2 separate regions of the Mus musculus genome follow, and region 2 is linked to region 1. A link is a contact called in public Hi-C data. All regions are on one chromosome and are shown on one strand. Each heading gives the region's core, a stretch centred on a gene start, on an enhancer-like site or on the middle of the called end of the contact. The rest is flanking DNA. Distances are from core to core; before and after follow the strand shown. Region 1 holds the start of Eif4e2 (eukaryotic translation initiation factor 4E member 2). Region 2 holds the start of Capn10 (calpain 10).

Region 1 (4,323 bases), core at 788-3,287:
TGAGTGAGCATGCCTGTTGGAAGTTGGCAGAGGATGTCAGAACCCTAGAGTTGGAGTTATAGGTGGTCATGAGCAACCAGACAGTGGGTTGCTCATGTCCTCTATAAAAGCAGCAAGTGTTCTTAACCACTGAGCTGTTTTCCCAGCTCCAACATCTTCCCTATGTGAACTTTCTCTAGAAGGTTCGTAAGGGATGTGGGGAACTCTCTTAACTGCAGAGAACATGAACTGGACGTGGTGGGGCCTTTAGTCCTAGCACTAGGGAGGCAGAGACAAATCCATCTGTTTGAGGTCAGTGTACATGGTGAGATCCTGTCTCAAAAAAGGATGGGGGTGAGGGTGGAGATAGTTCAGTGGTTAGGAACACTGGCTACTTTCCCGGGGATCTGGGTTGGTTTCCAGCACCCATGTAGCATCTGTTACTCCAGTTGCAGGCGATCCAACACCCTCCTCTGGCTTTGCAAAACGCCCATGCATATAGTGCAGACATATGCACAGACAGAACACCCATATACACAAGATAGAAAAAAAAAAGCCTTTTTTTTATGGAGATAGGGGTGTGGGATCTAAGTACAGAGTCTTGGCTTTTATGAGGTCTAGAATTTTTAAAAGTGTAACCCATTTTAACTAGCAAGGTTCTTCTAGATGCCACAGCACAAATGTGTACCTTCAGCAGTACGTCCCATTCGTCTAATGTAATACTTCCTCCCACCCCCACTGATCACAAAGGATTTCTTGAGTTTTACTATCTCCCCCCCCCCCATTGTTAGAAATTCTTCACAGTATGGATAGTCAAGAGGCACTGTTCAAAATAAAATAAAATAAAATAAAATAAAAAACAAACAAAGCCAGGCAGTGGTGGCACACGCCTTTAATCCCAGCACTTGGGAGGCAGAGGCAGGTGAATTTCTGAGTTCGAGGCCAGCCTGGTCTACAGAGTGAGTTCCAGGACAGCCAGGGCTACACAGAGAAACCGTGTCTCGGAAAAAAAAAAAAAAGGCCCTGTTCACCTGACCCACATTTCACATGAGCAAGCTGGGGTCCAGAGTAAGAGGAACTCTCTAGAACACTCCTTTATAGGGTTCAAATTTCCATCTCTGATCCAATCTCAGACACTGTAAGAAAGACTCCTAGCCCTGCAAATTCCTTTCGTCCTCTCTCTTCTCAAAAGCCAGAGTACTTGCAAGGCTAGGCCCAAAGCCACTGGGCTGGGTGTGACAGGAGAGCTTCCTCAGCCTCCCTTACATGCCAGGCAATAGGATGATCCCCTGAGGTCTTCCTGAGGAGAAAAAGCGTGACCTTGCTGAGTGACCAGGGGACAACCACGGGCCAGTCCTGGGACACTTTCCTCACCTGTAAATACAGGCACGAACATCAATTTCTACCCCTCCTCTCTGGTGATTAAAAATAAACATCTAACAATGTAATATGTTCAGCAGATGGGTCAGGAAAATGCGTGCCTCATAGCTCTGGAGTTACATCACCAACTAGGGAATTTATTCCTGTGTATGTGATGTGGTTTTGGACAGTCCTTAGGAGTGTGGGGACAATGACTTCAGTTGAGGAGGCAATGATGAGTGAGACCATCTCGGTCCTCAGTAAGTTTGTCACCCTGGTTCGACTCCCCCCACCCCCCACTTCACCCAATATATAGGGAAGGTCTTAATGTATCCCAGGCTGTCCTCGAACTCACTATGTTGGTTAGGCAGGTCTGGATCTTCCTGCTGCCATTTCCCAAGAGCCAGAATTGCAAGTTTGTTTGTAGTGCTCTCTCGTCCTCTCCAAACACCAAGAGCAAAGGATCAACTGCCAGAGAATACCATTTACTAAAGGTTACTATGCCTGACATTTTCCCCCTGGAATCCACGGGGAGGTTAAAGTGGATGGCCGGCAGCCTGCGTAGACAATGCTCAGTGCAAGCAGCCACACCAAGACAGCCCCGGTCGGAACAAGCGCTGTCGTCCCGGGCCACCCGTCCGGGAAAGAGGCCCCGCCCAAGGCCTGAGCACTGACGTTCCGCTGAGCGCCTCGCCAGCCAACCGGAAGTAGCCGGGCCCTTAGCGATGGGACCCGGTAGAGCGGAAGTCACTCCGTGAGGCAGTGGCGACAGCGGCGGCAAGAGGATGAACAACAAGTTCGACGCGTGAGTGGCGCGTGGCCGACCCCGGGGCCCCTTCCCCCAACCGTCCCCCGGGACCGCTCCCGCCGGGGCCGGGCGCGCCCTCAGCCGAGCCGCTCGCTCCCGGGCCGCCGCAGCCCGAGCCTTCCTGCGCCCGCGGGCCCGACGGGGCCGGGAGAGCGCGGCCGAGGTCGCCGGGACCCCTGAGCCGCTGGACCCCGGCGCGGCACGGGCCGGGGGAGGGGAGGCCGCGCCGCCCGGAAGGAGATTTTCGGACGCCCCGCCCTGGTGGGTGCGGGCTGCCGGCGGCGTGGAGGGGCGGGACCTCAGCGCTTCGGGTGTTTCCGCAGCCTTGCTGCCTTCTCTCTGAACGCGGCTTCCCTCCCGCACTCGCTCGGCGTCCTGGGAAGGTCACCTCTCCCTTCCGAGCCTCGATTTTGTCTTCTGCAAGCGGGGACGGTAACAGAGCCCGTGTCGTAGAGTTGGGCAGCTGCGATGAGGTAATGGGGCAGCCGCGCTGAGTACTGTGGCCTCTCGAGTACGGAATGCTTTTCATCTGAGATTCTTCCTGCTTCCTCCCCGACCACCACCCTCCCTTCATCCCCCACCCCGTCCCTGTCTTTCAACTCTTAGTGGCTGCCCACCCCTGCATTCATCTCCAATTCCCGCAGCGAACAGTTGGGAAGTACAGAGAAGAAATATGTGTTGGGGTGGGGGATGGGGGGGTGAGAACATTCCCCTCCTAACGATTAAATCTTTTAGCATTTAAAAGTAATTTTCGTTTTCATCTAGCCCCACTTAAGTTAGTGTTTCACAAGAATTGTATCCCTGGGTAGATTGCAGTGCTCCCTCCTCTCTATGGTTTGTAGTGATCAAATCTGGTTTATCATTCAAAGGCCTACATTTTTAGTTTTAAGCCCACCAGCTGTTTGACAGTACAAAAGTCCTCCAGTCTGAGCCATCGATCTCACCTCTGTAGTGGTTAGGACCGGAAGGACCACATCACGCTCTGCAATACTTAGAGGTACTGTGTAAAATGCTGAGCATGAGCTGTGAAGGGAAAGTGGACTCACTGATAGGTGGTGAAGCTGCAGGTTTTCAATACAGTGAGTTCAGAGGTGCAGACTCAGGAAGTACTGGGATGGGGATTCCAGTTGTACAGCCAGCTCTTCCTTAGGTTTTCATGGTGGCTGAGTGAGCTCTGCTTCTTGAGAAAAGACCTGATGTCTTCTCCACCTTGCTTATTAGCAGAGTCCAGCAGGATAGAGATCCATTGGTCTCCTGTCATAGGCCCTGCAATACCTAGCTTCATACCTGCAGCCCTTCCTCCCTTCTTCTCCTATTGGAACAAATCAAACTGCATCCTAAGAAGATAGTTTTTAGGTTGCCTGTCTTGAATAAGGATGGTTATGTTGGCCACTGTCGTCGTCACTGTTCTGTTGCTGTTGAAGAGATGCCATGACCAGGCAACTGTTTTTTTGTTGTTGTTGTTTTTGGGGGGTGGGGGTGGGGTCTGAGACAGGGTTTCTCTGTGTAGCCCTGGCTGTCCTGGAACTCACTCTGTAGACCAGGCTGGCCTTGAACTCAGAGAAATCCGCCTGCCTCTGCCTCCCGAGTGCTGGGATTAAAGGTGTGTGTCACCACTGCCCGGCCGGGCAACTCTTATGACAAGTTTTTTCTTTTTCTTTTTTACTTATTTATTTAACTAACAAGGCCACACACCTCCTAATCCTTCCTAGCAGTTCTGCTCCCTGGTGACTAAGCATTCAAATATATGAGCCTATGGTGGTCATTCTTAGTCTAGCCACTGCAGCCACCCAGAGGCATCCCTGTGGATTTGTTTCCTAACTTTTTAGGTTAGCATAGAAAGTAGCAGGTTCTATTAGGACACCTTCATACTCAGGCCATTACTTTGTTCTCCTTCTTCCCTGCCCCCACTGGACTCGCTGTGGTCCCTCTCTAGCTCGCTTTTTTTCTTCTAGCTGTCCCCCAAGTCCCTATTGCATGTATTATATTCCTCTCTATTTCCCACTAGCTTCTTCCTAATAACTCTGCAAAAGAGATCTTGGCATGTTTTCTGATAGTTAAGGAAAATGAGGCTTTTCAAGGTTAAGTAACTAGTGCAAGATAGCCTAAAGGGCCAGCTCAGGCTCACTCTTCTACTTTGTTCAAGTGTCTTTATCAACATTTGCTGGGTGGTTTAA
Region 2 (4,323 bases), core at 1,181-3,680, 5.7 Mb after region 1:
GAGTTTGCCTCTTATTCTCCATCACTACCTCCAGCATAGCCTGGTAACCCAAAAGCTGACCCTGTTTTCATCTCTGTATCTCCATGAGAATGTGTGACTGTCAAGAGAAATGCTCACTTGTGGGTGTACAGGGCTTCAGAAGAGGATCTCCCGAGGGGAGCATGCCCTTGAAAAAACCAGGGCAGGCAGAAAGAAGGGTTCAGAAAGGAAGCAGCAAGGAGGGTTCAGGTTTCAAAGGGCTCCAAGACATCCATGGGCATGCAGGTGCTCTGATTCAGTCTTCCCACTGCGAGTTGGTGTGATGGGGGGATCAATGTAGGGAAGGATTCTCACATGGTCCTGTGACATGAGCTGGCAGCTTCTGGGTTCCTTGCGTAAAGAACCTCTGGCTGATAAGGTTTTGTTGTTATTTTGAGACAGGTTCTTGCTGTGTGGCCCAGGCTGGCCCCACAATCCTCTCAACTCTTGTCTCCTGGGTATTGGGATTATAGGTGTTCCACCACAGCCAGTTTGGGCTCAGACTTTAAATGCCTCATTTGTGAGCACTTGTGCCAAGAGCCAGCTGGCTTCATACTCCTTTTCATCTGTCCACCTAGACTACTGCTGTTTCTTCTTGGCACTTTAGTATCAAAGATCAGAAATGTTGATGGGTCGGGAGGGAAAAGAAAGCCCTTTCCAAACTGGCTTCAAGAGCAAGGCTACTGTCTTAGTCAGGGTTTTTATTCTTGCACAAAACATCATGACCAAGAAGCAAGTTGGGGAGGAAAGGGTTTATTCGGCTTACACTTCCACATTGCTGTTCATCACCAAAGGAAGTCAGGACTGGAACTCAAGCAGGTCAGGAAGCAGGAGCTGATGCAGAGGCCATGGAGGGATGTCACTTACTGGCTTGTCTTCCCCCATTCTGCAGGCCTAGGCTGTCTAGTCAGCACCGGCTGCCTTCCTGTCTGTGCTGGCTAGTTTTATGTCAACTGGACACAGTCATCAGAGAGTGAAAAAAAAATGCCTCCATAAGATCCAGCTGCAAGGCATTTTCCTAATTGGTGATCAATGGGGGAGGGCCAGCCCATTGTAAGTGGCACCATCTCTGGTCCTGGTTCTATAAGAAAGCAGGAAAGGAGCCAGGAAATAGCGCCCCTCCTTATGGAAAGCGCCATAGGTGAGCAGAATAAACCCTTTCCTCCCCAAGTTGCTTTGGTCATGATGTTTCGTCACAGCAACGGTAACACTAAGCAGCTTTTCCTTCCAGATTCTGGAGGTCAGGCTCTGCCCGTGGCCCAGCCCTGGATATGGATGCGGCCTTCAGGAGCCGTTCTCCTGAGCTAACCACTCATATGAGACTTCTGGGGGTGAACCAGTTTGCATAACTCTTGAGTCGCGGATAACTTGTCACAATTACTCAAGACTTCCTGGAAAACCGAGTCCAGGCTCTTAATGATTCAACTATAGTGCAGCTTTCAGCCCACCAGTCAGTCCCCTGAGTCGAAATTAAGTACTAAATGAAAAAGCATCCCAAAGAGATGTTGGGCTATGTGGCTACTCCTTTTTTTTTTTTTTTTTTTTTTTTAAATAACCTCAATAAAGAGTTAAGTGTCTTGCACCTCAAATCATGGCGCTGAAGCCTAGTGGAGCCAAGGTAACTGTGTCATGCCACAGCAGTAATTGCTGCTGATGCAGGAGCAGCCCAGCCTCTCACTGGGAGAAGGAGCAACTGTCTAGACTCTGAAGCAGCAGGTTATGGGTAAAAGCTTGGCCTGGTTGTTCCTCTTTAGGCAACGGGTACTTGATCTACTTAACTGCACAAACCGCATTTCCTCTGACTACCTTTTATCCAAGACTGAGAAAAAGGGGCCCAGAGGAGGGAAAAAATATCAGAGCAGCCCTAATAGGTGGCAAACTGCAGTCTACAAGGTGTGAAGCCTCGTCGTCTCCCTTCCTGTCTATGAAGCTTCTAGTCTTGATGAAATACATTTGGAGAAGACACAGAGAACAGTCCTTGGCTGATTTGTGTCCTTCCTGGGACCTGGAAGAGTAGGCACCAGAAGGAGAGTGTCCTGTCCCTGACCTCCTCATGGCATCGAATAATCGTGGAGCCGCAAGTCCACGTCCTGGTCACCATCCAGTCTACAAAACCATAGCCAGGCCATTTAAGGCTTCAAGGAATGCTCCAGCCGCATTCCCTGGCCGCTTAGGATCCAGAGCGTCTGAAGCCCAATCGTTTTGAGACAAATGCCCGACCCCGGCAAGTTTCAACCCCAGTGACACCTCTGCCTCCCCAGAACAACGCAACCACCACCGCGACGGAAGGATAACAACGCGATTCGCTGAGCCACTTCCTCACTGGCTCTTTCAGAAGACAGGGAGGAACCACCGCTTTGCCAAGTTCCTGCCTCACACCGGAAGGAGCGAAGCACGCTGGGAAGTAGACAACGCCTGTGATCAGCGACGTATGCTGGGAACGGCGCTGCATGCTGGGATAGCATTGACAAAGCGATCTAAACCAAAGTGACTTTTCAGCTTCCTGTGGTCACTGAGACTTCGATTTCAAGTGGCTACAGCTGCGTTGTCCCGAGCACTAAAGCATACGGACATCAGGCTAGCACTGCCCAGTTAGAAACGCGGGGACCACGCCCTCGTGCGAGAGCAGAACCTACCAGTCCTGCACGGTTCTGCGCTGCAGCTCGTGCGTGATTAGGCAGCTCTGTCATATGACGCAAGCACGGCTCCTGGTTGGCTCCAGCCGGGTTACCTAGACAACGGAGCTTGCGGCGCTAGGCTGCTCTGCACCAGTAGGTCTCCCGGGCTAAGCAAACACGGTTTGCAGTGAAGGCCGCGCACTCGCTCCCGGGCGGCGACCGAGTCCACGGGCCGCAGATGGGAGCCCAGGGCGCCGAAGATGCGGGCGGTCCGGGCCGAGACGCCGGCGCGGGAGCTCTTCCGGGACGCGGCATTCCCCGCCTCGGACTCCTCGCTCTTTTACAACTTGTCCACGCCTCTGGCCCAGTTTCGGGAGGACATCACTTGGAGACGACCCCAGGTGCAGCAGGGTCTCTTGCCTGGGCGGGTGTTGTGGATATGTTTCTCACGGAGATGGACCCCGGGGTTAGCAGGACCTCGCCTTCAAGCCTATTCAGAAAAGGTGATAGCCAGCCCTGAGAATTCAAATGAGGAGGACAGAAGCAATCGAAAGGCTTGTCTTTTAGATGTTATCTTGGGGTTTCTACTAAAATACACTCCTACCCAAAGTCAGGTAGTAGGGAGCTGTTTTGATATTAAGGGATTAGAAGCAGTATTTCCAGCACCATCCCACCACCTAAGTTTTGTCGGGTGTAATTCAGCGCAATCTTTCTTGGCTTTGCACTTTGCTCTACATTTCTTCTAGTAGCTTTAGGGTATGAACACCAAAAGGTAGCACAGAACACGGGGAGCGTTGTGCTTAACAACTGGGAAAACCTAAGGAGCTGCTTTTCAGGGCTCCCTTAAATGGCACAGGCAGGTGGAACTATGTATTGTTATTTTAGCGTCCATGCATGCAACTCACAACAGTGTTACCCCTCATAGCCAGAAAGGGCTGTGGTAGGAGGGCTTTGGTTTTTTTGGTTTTTTTGGTTGGTTTTTTTTTTTTTTTTTTTTTTTTTTTTTTGCCTTGTTGCAGCTTAAATGGATGGATTGTTCAAGCCTAGTGTTTTTGTTGGTGTTTTTTAGACGTGGCTTATCAGCAGAAAGACTACTGGGGGACAGCCTGTCCCACATGCATGTAGTGCTAACAGTGACAGCTGGCAGGGTTCCAGGCCTTGTGCTGCCTGCTTGGCACAGTGGTGTTGATAAGCATCCTGGCTTTCTTGAGCAACACTGAGAGGCAAGGGAAAGAAAGAGCCCTGTTGGCCATGCCCTTGGAGTTTAGGTTTTGTTTTTACTTTAAACAGGGGGTTTCAGAAGATGTGCCTAGTCCTACAGTGACTTGATGTGCAGGGGTGGGTAGTGATTGTGTGTGTGTTGGGGAGGTGTGGCACCCAGAGTGGGGCTTCCCCTTCTCAGAAGAGGAATGTTGAGTAGGGAGAGGACTTTCGTGAGGGGTACTGGGAGGGGAGGAAGGGCTGATATTAGGTTATAAAGTGAATAAAAATATTTTTTTTTTAAAAAAAATGGATTTCATATAGTGGCTCATGTCCCGTCTGAGGGGAATCCAGTGCTCTCTTCTGGCCTCTGAAGGCACTACAGGCACATGGACACTAGACACAGATTCAAGCAAAACACTCACACACACTATACAAATAGGTGAAATGTTTTAGGTGTCAGGAGAGACTCAATTAAGGAGTGAGT

Evidence for each region. Hi-C and Micro-C count contacts between places; a contact is called where the count stands out from the background.
Region 2: a Hi-C map of CD8 T cells shows a contact between it and region 1, with 5 times the contacts expected there. The contact joins the promoter of Capn10 here to the promoter of Eif4e2 in region 1. A contact is called at or near these places in 1 of 39 promoter capture datasets (pre-B cells) and 1 of 484 Hi-C or Micro-C datasets (CD8 T cells).

Annotation. Positions count from the first base shown.
Region 1 is chr1:87,211,877-87,216,199 of GRCm38.p6, forward strand. It overlaps Eif4e2 (eukaryotic translation initiation factor 4E member 2), which reads left to right and starts at 2,038. Exons shown (of 7, transcript NM_001039170.1): 1 at 2,038-2,143. The coding sequence starts at 2,124.
Region 2 is chr1:92,931,978-92,936,300 of GRCm38.p6, forward strand. It overlaps Capn10 (calpain 10), which reads left to right and starts at 2,431. Exons shown (of 12, transcript NM_011796.2): 1 at 2,431-3,037. The coding sequence starts at 2,897. It overlaps 9430060I03Rik (RIKEN cDNA 9430060I03 gene), which reads right to left. Exons shown (of 2, transcript NR_015525.1): 2 at 1,549-3,126.